Linked DNA regions of Felis catus: region 2 is linked to region 1. The links are chromatin contacts, called in public Hi-C maps. All regions are on one chromosome and are shown on one strand. Each heading gives the region's core, a stretch centred on a gene start, on an enhancer-like site or on the middle of the called end of the contact. The rest is flanking DNA. Distances are from core to core; before and after follow the strand shown. Region 1 overlaps PRKCE (protein kinase C epsilon type). Region 2 overlaps ATP6V1E2 (V-type proton ATPase subunit E 2).

What was found. Hi-C and Micro-C count contacts between places; a contact is called where the count stands out from the background.
Region 2: a contact with region 1 is called in a Hi-C map of skin fibroblasts, with 5 times the contacts expected there. The contact joins two enhancer-like sites. A contact is called at or near these places in 2 of 3 Hi-C or Micro-C datasets (round spermatid and skin fibroblasts).

What each region holds. Positions count from the first base shown.
Region 1 is chrA3:65,674,364-65,678,849 of F.catus_Fca126_mat1.0, forward strand. The region is part of intron 6 of PRKCE (protein kinase C epsilon type); the gene reads left to right. Among named protein-coding and RNA genes, the nearest start is that of EPAS1, 250 kb to the right of the region's middle. Within about 2 kb of position 2,053, at least 1 of the 10 cell types and tissues checked has an H3K27ac peak or open chromatin away from gene starts, as enhancers often do.
Region 2 is chrA3:66,078,222-66,082,811 of F.catus_Fca126_mat1.0, forward strand. It overlaps ATP6V1E2 (V-type proton ATPase subunit E 2), which reads right to left. Exons shown (of 5, transcript XR_006595536.1): 4 at 2,327-2,429. Among named protein-coding and RNA genes, the nearest start is that of TMEM247, 9.4 kb to the right of the region's middle. Within about 2 kb of position 1,945, at least 6 of the 10 cell types and tissues checked have an H3K27ac peak or open chromatin away from gene starts, as enhancers often do.

The DNA.
Region 1 (4,486 bases), core at 803-3,302:
TCTGTTTTTCTATTTCCCCGGCATCTACGACAGTGTCTGATACCTTGGCACTCAATAAATATTTAATTAAATTGTCTATGCCTTGTTATGTAATTTGCTTTCTTGCCAGTACATCTTAGAGTATTTCCAAGTCAGTGTATATATAAGTTACCTCATTCTTTTTAATGGCTGCTTAATAATCCACATTATGACCATTCCATCCGTCATTTCAACGTTGCCCTCTTGAGGGACACTTACTTGTTTCTGCGGCCTCGCTATTTCAAGCTGCTGCAAAGATCCTCGTATGTGTATCTTCACACATATGTATAAATAGTTATGGGACAAAGGCCCCTAGAAGTCCTGCAATAGCTTTAGGTCCTGGTCTTTGTGTGGTTGAATTGCATGAGGAGGTAATTACATCAGGGGACTTTCGTTTGTTGTTTGTCTTTAAATAACTGCTTTCCCTTCTTTTGCCTTGACTTTGGGTTTTGCATGAGTGGAAAATGCTTGTGTAGGGAGTTTAGGATCTCAGTCACTGTCACGTACTGGGGTCTGGTCTTTGAGTTGCCCTTATGCTGCCAACGTTCCACTACTCTCTCGAGAGTTAGAATTCATTCAAGAGCGTGGCACCCTGCTTTGTGCAAGGCATCATGGAGAACATGGAGATAGAGCATTACTTTAGCTTTCTAGCAACTTCCACCTTACTTGGGTGGTGAACATTAACAAGTTAAATAATAGTAAATCAAGCAGTGAGTCAGAAATAAGTGTGAGCAAGTCGTGGGCAAGAGAGGCCCTCGGGACTCAGGCGGTCAGGACAGGCTTTTGAGGGTAGATGGGGCTTGAGCTATACCGTGAGGAGAAGGACCTGAACAGGAAGGAGGGCAAGAGGGAAGGGTAAGCAACCAGTTGTAAGTGGAGGGCACGGAAGGAAGAAGCAGTTTTGTGCTCAGCACCAGAATGCCACGGGAGTCTGGTTGATTTGTATTCCTTTGCAGAGTGGCACCTGGCGATGTTGGGGGCCATGCTCGCACGTTCGGTGGAGTGTTCCATCAGCATTATCATCTGAAGAGTGCTGGGCAGCAGATAGTTGGTCAGTCAGTCCTTGGGAAGCTTTGACTGGTGGTTTCAGTGTGATCAGGGCTCCCAAATCTCTATCTGTGACATTCGGTGCCTGGTATGACCCGCCAGGCAGCTTCCCCTCTACCCTCCTTTATCATCTTCTGCCTGGGACTCCACAGTCTGTCATTCCTGCCCCCTGCCAACCTGCGTTACATAGTTACACTGTTTCCTATTGACAATTGTTTATCTTCTGCCTCCGAGCACGGCACGACCCTCTCTAACCTGCTATGGAATCAAACCAGCGCCCTGCCTCGTGCTCAAGGGCCAGATCACACTAACATAAAGAGAATTCTGCAGGACACATGGGCCTGCCTCTCTCTTCAGTCATGGCTCTGTCATTGTTCTCAGAAGGCTGGCTGCTTGCTTTGGAAAATTTCCCAACAGCCTGACCCACCTCGGTACCATCCTTAATCTTCGCAAAGAAAAGGCTGCAAACATAGAAAGAAAATCTCTCCAAAGGACGGTAGAATGGATGATAGAAAACGTAGGTGAGTGCGTGGTGGCACTGCCCAGGACGCAGTAGGAGGTCAACAATTATGAGTAACTGGGAAGTAGCAGAATAATGATTGTCCTTTTAGAAGAGCCCCAGCAGGCCCGCTCTGTTTCTTCCCGGCATGAATTGTGCAGGTGAAACCACTGAAAATGGACATTCAAGGCAGTCTGGACAGGGAAACCTTAAAGGGCTGAGACTGGCAGCCCAAGGCTGATGGCCCTTGACCTTGGTGTTCACCAGTAGTGGTGGAGTGTGGAGGTGAGGAAGGACAGTGTGGGTGGTTTGTTTGGTCCCCATTAATGTGAGTGAACCTCAGGTTTCTTTTGGATCCAGCCAGCAGGGCCACATACTTTTATTGGTCTGTAGCCTCTGGGTATCACCCCCCGGCCTCGAGGGGACCCATGGGCTGCCTGAATTATCTCAAGCTCCCCTTCCTCAGCCAGCTGTGCTGTCATGTTTCCAGACTTTTCAAAGCACTTTCAACGTCACTGTCTCGTGCCATCTGTTTGAACTGACACATCATTGGGATTTGTTTTTTCTTACGTATTAAGAAAACTACATGGCTCTCCCGGGGAAGTAACAGAGTCTTTAAAAATAAAAAGCAAAATCTTTGAGGAAGAAAACAAAATTTTTAAAAGTAAAAAATGAAGTCCCTGAAGACTTTCTGTTCTCCTATCTGCCAACTCACTCTGATTGTGGTTTCGTTATGACAGGGTCAGCATTTTAACAGCAGAGGGCGCCAGAGGCTAAATTATGTAGATCAGTTGCCCTTGCTGAGAAATCCTTTTAATTTGGTTGCTTTGTTCTTGTCCTTTCTGTCACCTCAAGAAGAGGCAGGAGAAAGCATTCACAGGGCTGGTGGGCAGGAGTAGTAAGGTGAGCTGAGTGTCAGAGGGTAACATCTGCTACAGGGAGCGGGATAGGGAATTTAGAACAGAGGGCTGGGAGTACATGATGGGCCTGAGGATTTTCGGACCTCACTAGCAGTCATTCAGTGAATGCAATCAGCACCTTGGCTAGGCTGCAGGGGAGCTTCCTTATATGTTTATATTGTCTGAGAAAGGCCCCTCCCACCAGCACCCCTACCTTGCACCCTCATCTTTGGTTCTGTGGACATCTTGAGCTCCACAGCTCAGTTGAACCCTCCAAGCCTGAGTTGGGGTCGGGGGTGTGATTTGTGCAGTCCCTCCTCCAGGTCAGTGATCAGGCTATGCAGGGCCAGGAGGAGGCCCAGCCACCCTGCTTGGTTTCATTCAGAAAGATTTGTCTGTGTTTTTTTTTTCTTAATAGACTTTAATTTTTAGAGAAGTTTTAGGTTTACAGCAAAATTGAGAAGGTACAGAGATTTCCCATATATGCCATACCCTCACACACAATCGGTATCCCCCACTATCAGCATCCCCCACCAGCGCGGTACATTTGTTACAATCAGTGGACTTAGATTGACCCATTGTTATCACTCGGTTTACATTAGGCCTCGCTCTTGGTATTGTCCATTCCATGATTTTGGACAGGTATAATGCCCTGTATTCACCAATATGGTCTCATACCGAGTAATTTCCTTGCCCTAAAAATCCTCTGTGCTCTCTGCGTCTTTATCCCTGCTTCCCCCCAACCACTGGCAACTACTGATCCTTTTACTGTCTCCATAGTTGTTTTTTTTTTTTTTTCCAGGGTGTCATGTGGTTGGAATCCTGCAACACAGAGCCTTTTCAGATCGGCCTCCTTCACTTAGCAATATGCATATAAGGCTCATCCATGTCTTTTCATAGTTTAATAGATCATTTCTTTTTAGTGCTGAATAAAATTCCGTTGTCTGGGCATGCCACAGTTTATTTATCTCTTCACCTACTGATGGACAGCCTGGCCGTTTCCAACTTTTGGTAATTATGAATAAAACTGCTGTGAACATCCTTGTGCAGGTTTTCACATGGACATGAGTTTTCAGCTCATTTGGGTAAATTCCAGGAATGTGATAGCTAGATTGTATGGTCGAGTATATTTAGTTTTGAAAGAAACTACCAAACTGTCTTCCAAAGTGGCTGTACCATTTTGCACTCCCATTAGCAATGAATGAGAATTCCTGTTGCTTCATACATATCCTCACCAGCATTTGGTGTCATTGTTTTGGACTTTGGCCATTTTTATAGGCAATGGTATTTTCATTGTCATTTTAATTTGCAATTCCTTAATGACATATGATATCGAGCATCTTCAACGGATGCCATCTGTATATCTTTGGTGAGGTTTCTGCTTAGGTCTTTTGCCCATTTTTAAATTGGGTCATTCATTTTCTTATCATTGAGTTTTAAGAATGCTTTGCTTATTTTGGATAATAAGCCTTTATCAGATTGTCTTTTGCAAATATTTTCTCCCAGTCCGTGGCTTGTCTTCTCATTCTCTTGACAATGTCCTTTGCAGAGCAGAAGTCTTTAATTTTAATGAAGTCCAGCTTATCAATTTTTTCTTTGATTGATCATGCCTTTGGGGTTGTATTTAAAAAGTCATCACTGTACCTGAGGTCACCTAGGTTTTCTTCTACCTTCTAGGAGTCTCATAGTTTTGAGTTTTATCTTTGGGTCTGTGCTCCATTAATTTATGTGAAGGGTGTGAGGTCTGTGTCTAGATTCGTTTGTGTGTGAGTATGTCTTGGGGTTCCAGCACTGTTTGTTGAAAAAAACCTATCTTTTGCTCCATTGTACCTTTTCTCCTCTATCAGGGATAGATAGTTGTATAATTATGGGGATCTCTTTCTGCACTCTCTGTTTCTGTTCCATTGATTGGTTGGTCTACTCTTTCACCAATACACACTGTCTTAATATACCTTTTAGAGTAAGTCTTGAACTCAGGTAGTCTCAGTCCTCCAACTCTGCTCTTCTCAATATTGCATTGGCT
Region 2 (4,590 bases), core at 695-3,194, 400 kb after region 1:
TGTCACTTTACAGATGAGAAGATGGAGGTCAGCAGGGAGGGAGGGAGGGACTAGTCTGCCGCAGAGCTGGGCGGGCTCTCCCTCTCCACCAGACTCCTCCTTGTGGGTGCTCACACCTACCTTCTACTGCCACTGCTCCGTCCACGTCCTGACTGCATCTGTGACTCCCTCAGAATTGAAATGCATACCTTACAAAACTACCAGTGTTCTCCTGCACGGTGCTGAGCATTTACTAGAGATTAGGGATTCCAAGAAAACTGCTGCAAATAAATGTCTCCATCAATCATATGAGCAGCTGTCCTAAAGGGCCTGAATTGGAGAAACAAAATGCCCCCTTCTGCCTTTTGCTCTTTCCCAGAAAATGATCATTGTTGTTTCTCTCCTCCTTCTTCGGCAGAACTCCCGGCCTCTATTTCCCATATAGAGCCTGCCAAATGTGGCTAGACCCAGAAAAAAACAGCTGAGGCCTGGCTTTGCAGGGAGAGGACACCAGCTCCTTAGTGACACTAAGCCCAGCCATAGCCAAAGATCTTTCCACCTAGGCCCAGGTCAGAGGTCAGCAGGCCCAGTTTCTTAAACTGATTGTTGGTAGAGGCCAAGTCCAGACACAGGGTCAGGGTGGACAGCATGTTCTGAAAGGACAAGGCACCCAGAGTGGTAGAGAGAGCTCATTCAAGCAGGGCCATTGGAAGCTTCTGCCCTCCTTCTCACTGGTCACCGCTTCTATTTGGCCAAAGGAACCCAGTCCCCTCAGGTGGAAGACCTGAAAGCTGAACTTTCTGCCCACACCAGGCTTTCTTCCTTGGCCTTGCCAGTTTCTGCCAGGGTACCACCAGCCTCTCGTCTCACGCCTGGACTCAAGTCCTACTGATCTTCGTGCATAATGGCCCTTATAATGGTCCCTTGGGCGCCATCTTGGTCTCACACACTCTCCTCTCTGTCCCAAACGGCTACCTTCGGTCTCTCCAACCCTCTTTCATACATAAATGGCCACATTCATCTTCCTCATGCTACTTGACAGGTGAACCTTGCTCATACACTTGCAATATTCCCCAAAGTATTGAGCCAGGACCTCAAGGCCTTCCATAATTGGATCTCACACCAAGTTCCCACCACGGGCAGACTTGCATGCGTGTACACACACAACTTCTGATTAAGCCAGAATGATGTGGTCCCTGTTCCTAGGAAGTGTTCCGTGGATTCCTGCCACTGTGCCGCCGTTCCCACCATTTCCCCACCTGGCATACCGTCCCACCAAACGAACACAGGTCAAAATCCCTCTCATCCTTCTGACCCTCCCTCCTCCTTCCATCTTGGTCTTCCTTCCAGGCCCACAGAGAGCCCTGTCCATCTCGAACGAACACCCCATTTGTCATCGGCACCATCTACATGCAAGTGGCATCTGGCCAACTGGCGAGTTAGGGCCTGTGTGTTATGCCCACGTTGCCGAAGCAGGAGCGATGCCTACAGAAGTAAAAGATCTGTCCCCTCAAGTTTGCAAGGCAATGTGTTGTTTGAGCAGAGCTGGTCCCGGTGTCCAGCCCAGCCCTCCCCAACCACTCCTGCAATACCAGAGGCAGAGGAGCCAGGGTGCTGAAAAGAGAAAGAGATGGGGAGGAGGGGGGACAGCACTCACGCTCCAAAGACCCTGAGGAGAAGCAATGAGTAACCGTTGGCTCCCCAGTCAGCCAGAAAAAATAGGGCAAGCTTGGCCTGAGGAGGCCTCCAGCACAGCGCCCTCCATGTAAGCAGCCACACCCAGGGCAGAGGAGTGGGCGGCTTCATAGGAACAGCCCTGTTGCCAGGTGGTAGAAATATGAGGGGACAGTGTTTCTGGTTTCCTGGGAGGTAGCACTGAGGCCACTGCCTATCTCTGCATGTCTCTGTGTTATCACATTGACTTGGGGGAGTTCAACACCGTTGTTAGACTGGGTAGGAAAACACAGTAGCCAGGCCTCCCAAACAGGGCGCCTTTGTCCACAGCTGACACCCTGGCCCAGAGCCCAGCTCAGATTCAGGGGAGGATTTAGGTCAGAAGGAAAATGGGGGTGGGGGTGGCCGCAGCCTTAAAATCTGTTTTAGCACAAGATTAGGGAGATGTTTCCCTCTTCCCACGGTCACACCCATGTCCCCTGGAGCAGGGGGAAGGGGAGGCCTGGCCTTACCTTAGTAATTATGCTGAATCTGAGGAGAAAATATTGGTAGGTCTTATTAATTCTGCCAAAAAGCTGTTTGGCAACCTCCCATCATGCTAGAAAGACCGAGGCCGTTTTGTTAGGCTGTTAACCTCTTTTCAGTCAGTTCGAGTCAGAAAGCCTTTACTTACCTCTCTTAAGGGTGAAGACTTGCCGAGACGTGGCAGGAGAGAAGCTTCCAGTCAACTGGAGAGGTGGCCACAGAGCTGGGAAGGATCTCCAAAGAAATGAGCTCTGAGAGCCAAAAAAAAGATGTTGTCCTGAGTCATTTAGAGTTTGAGGACTGTGTCTACTTTATGTTAAGTTCATTTTCCACAGTGTTTCAAGAAACTACTGAAAGAGGGTTTATGAGGGGCAGTCCCCTCACAGCCAGCTTCCACATTTTCCCTTTAAAGACGTCTTCAAAAAAAGCTCCTTTTCACAGGGATCAGCCAGAGAACCCACCTCGAAAGCCAATTCCTATCGCCCATGCGCATTTATAGGGTTGGCAACTAGGTTCAGATCCCTGCATCTTTTACAAAAAGGGGTCACACCTGCGCAGGCCTGGCTCTGGAGGGCTGCAAGGTGTGTTCTCCTGGCCTTGACCGCCATCTTCTGGACAAAGGTGGTACTGCCGCCAGGGAGAGGCCTCTCCTTGGTCACAGCAGCTTCTGGAGCAAACTTGAAAATCAACCAGGGGAGGGCCGTGAAAAAAAAATCACTTTTAACTGCCAAGAAACCAGTAATCGATTTCACGTGCTACAGCAAAGATGCATTGAATGATACACTTCGCTGTTGTTTTTTACCCATGTCCCGTGTGTTTTGCCCTTACTCATCGCTCAACAAGCTCATAGTTGAGCACCTACTATGTGCCAGACTCCATGCTAGGTGATGGGGTGGAGATAAGTTGGATAGTTTCTGTCCTAGAAAAGAAAAAAACCTAAAGTCTTTTTCTATGAACGTAAAATGTCTCTTAAAAAATTAAGTTAAAAAAATAAAAAATAAAAAAGCCTGAGTTTCAGAAGTCCAGAAACACGAGAGCCAATAGTAACATTTCACTGTGATTAGTGTCATGAGGGAGATGTACCACGGGACACAATACTCAAAAGAGAAAAATCTGCTGGGAGCAGAGAGAGGAAATGGTCCCATGGGAACAGAGAAGGTGACACTTGGGGGTGGGCAGCAGAAAGGGAGGGCAGAGAAGGCTCAAGCATGTCTTGCTGAGTGCTACCACTGCCTTCACTCCCCATCATGGTAGGCAGCACTGTTAGTAGGACCCTGGTGACCGGGACCCTTGCAGGGTGTCTAGAGAAGGGGAGAGATGGAAAGTTATGGGGTCTGGTTGGAGATGACTTGGGGGGGCTATTAGGCCCCCGGCTCAGCCCGCGGGTGTGGGACAGTGAGCCCTAGGGCCAAGAGGGAGTAAGACACCAGCTTGGCTTTGGTCATCAGTTTACCACTTCACAGCCGCAACATGGGCAAATCGCTGAACCTCTGTGAGCCACAGTTGCCTCCCGCACAAATAGGGGTGATGATAATAATCCCTCCAGAGGGGAATTAAATGTGGCAATGCACACATGCGGAGCCCCAGCCCAGGCCTAGCACACACAGCCCTTCATAAATGACTGGCTGTGGTGGTAGCAGGGCATAGTGCCAAGGTCCTAGTATGGCTCTGTAGAGCTCTGTGCTCAATTGTTCCCAGAGGCACCCTTACACCTGCCAGATATTTACGATGTATTCCTTCCCTCTCCACCCCCAAAGTCCTCCCTGGAACACAGACATCCACAAAGCCAGTGTAGACATTTGGGTTGCCACCAGGAATTCTCTGGATCTGGAACCCCTCCCAAGGGTCTTGTGGGTCAGCTTCTCTGGGTGGCCTTCTGATAATTCTGCAAATGGTCAGAATTAGGAATCTCTGGAGAACGGAGCTGAAAGCCTCCCAGTGAGGACAAGCTGGACCACAAGGGGGCAGTATTGGCCAACCCCTGCTTCACAGAGTTGGTTCCCCACCTCTTGTCGCCAGGGAGGAGGAGGATGGAGGGGGACGAAGATGAGGAGAGTAAAGGTCTTTCCCGGAATAAATTTGTTTTATGTTAACTTATGTGAAACGAAAGAAGAGTATCAGATGAAACATTCAAGGAGGATTTTTGAGGGCAACTTCAACAACGTGAGGGGAGACCTTCCATCACCTCATTCGGCACGCTCCAAAAGGCCAGCTGGGGGCAGTTCTAATAGCAGACGCACCACCACCTGCAAGCCCACCTGTCATCAAGTGGAAACAAGGATAATGGGCCTGTAGGAAGCAGGGCAGGCCTAAATTGCCCCAGTTTTTACACACAGAAGCTGCATCTTTGGAGTGTTTCAATGACTTACTGAGATCGTGGCTTAGCCAGTGGCACAGCTTGGGCCAGAACCC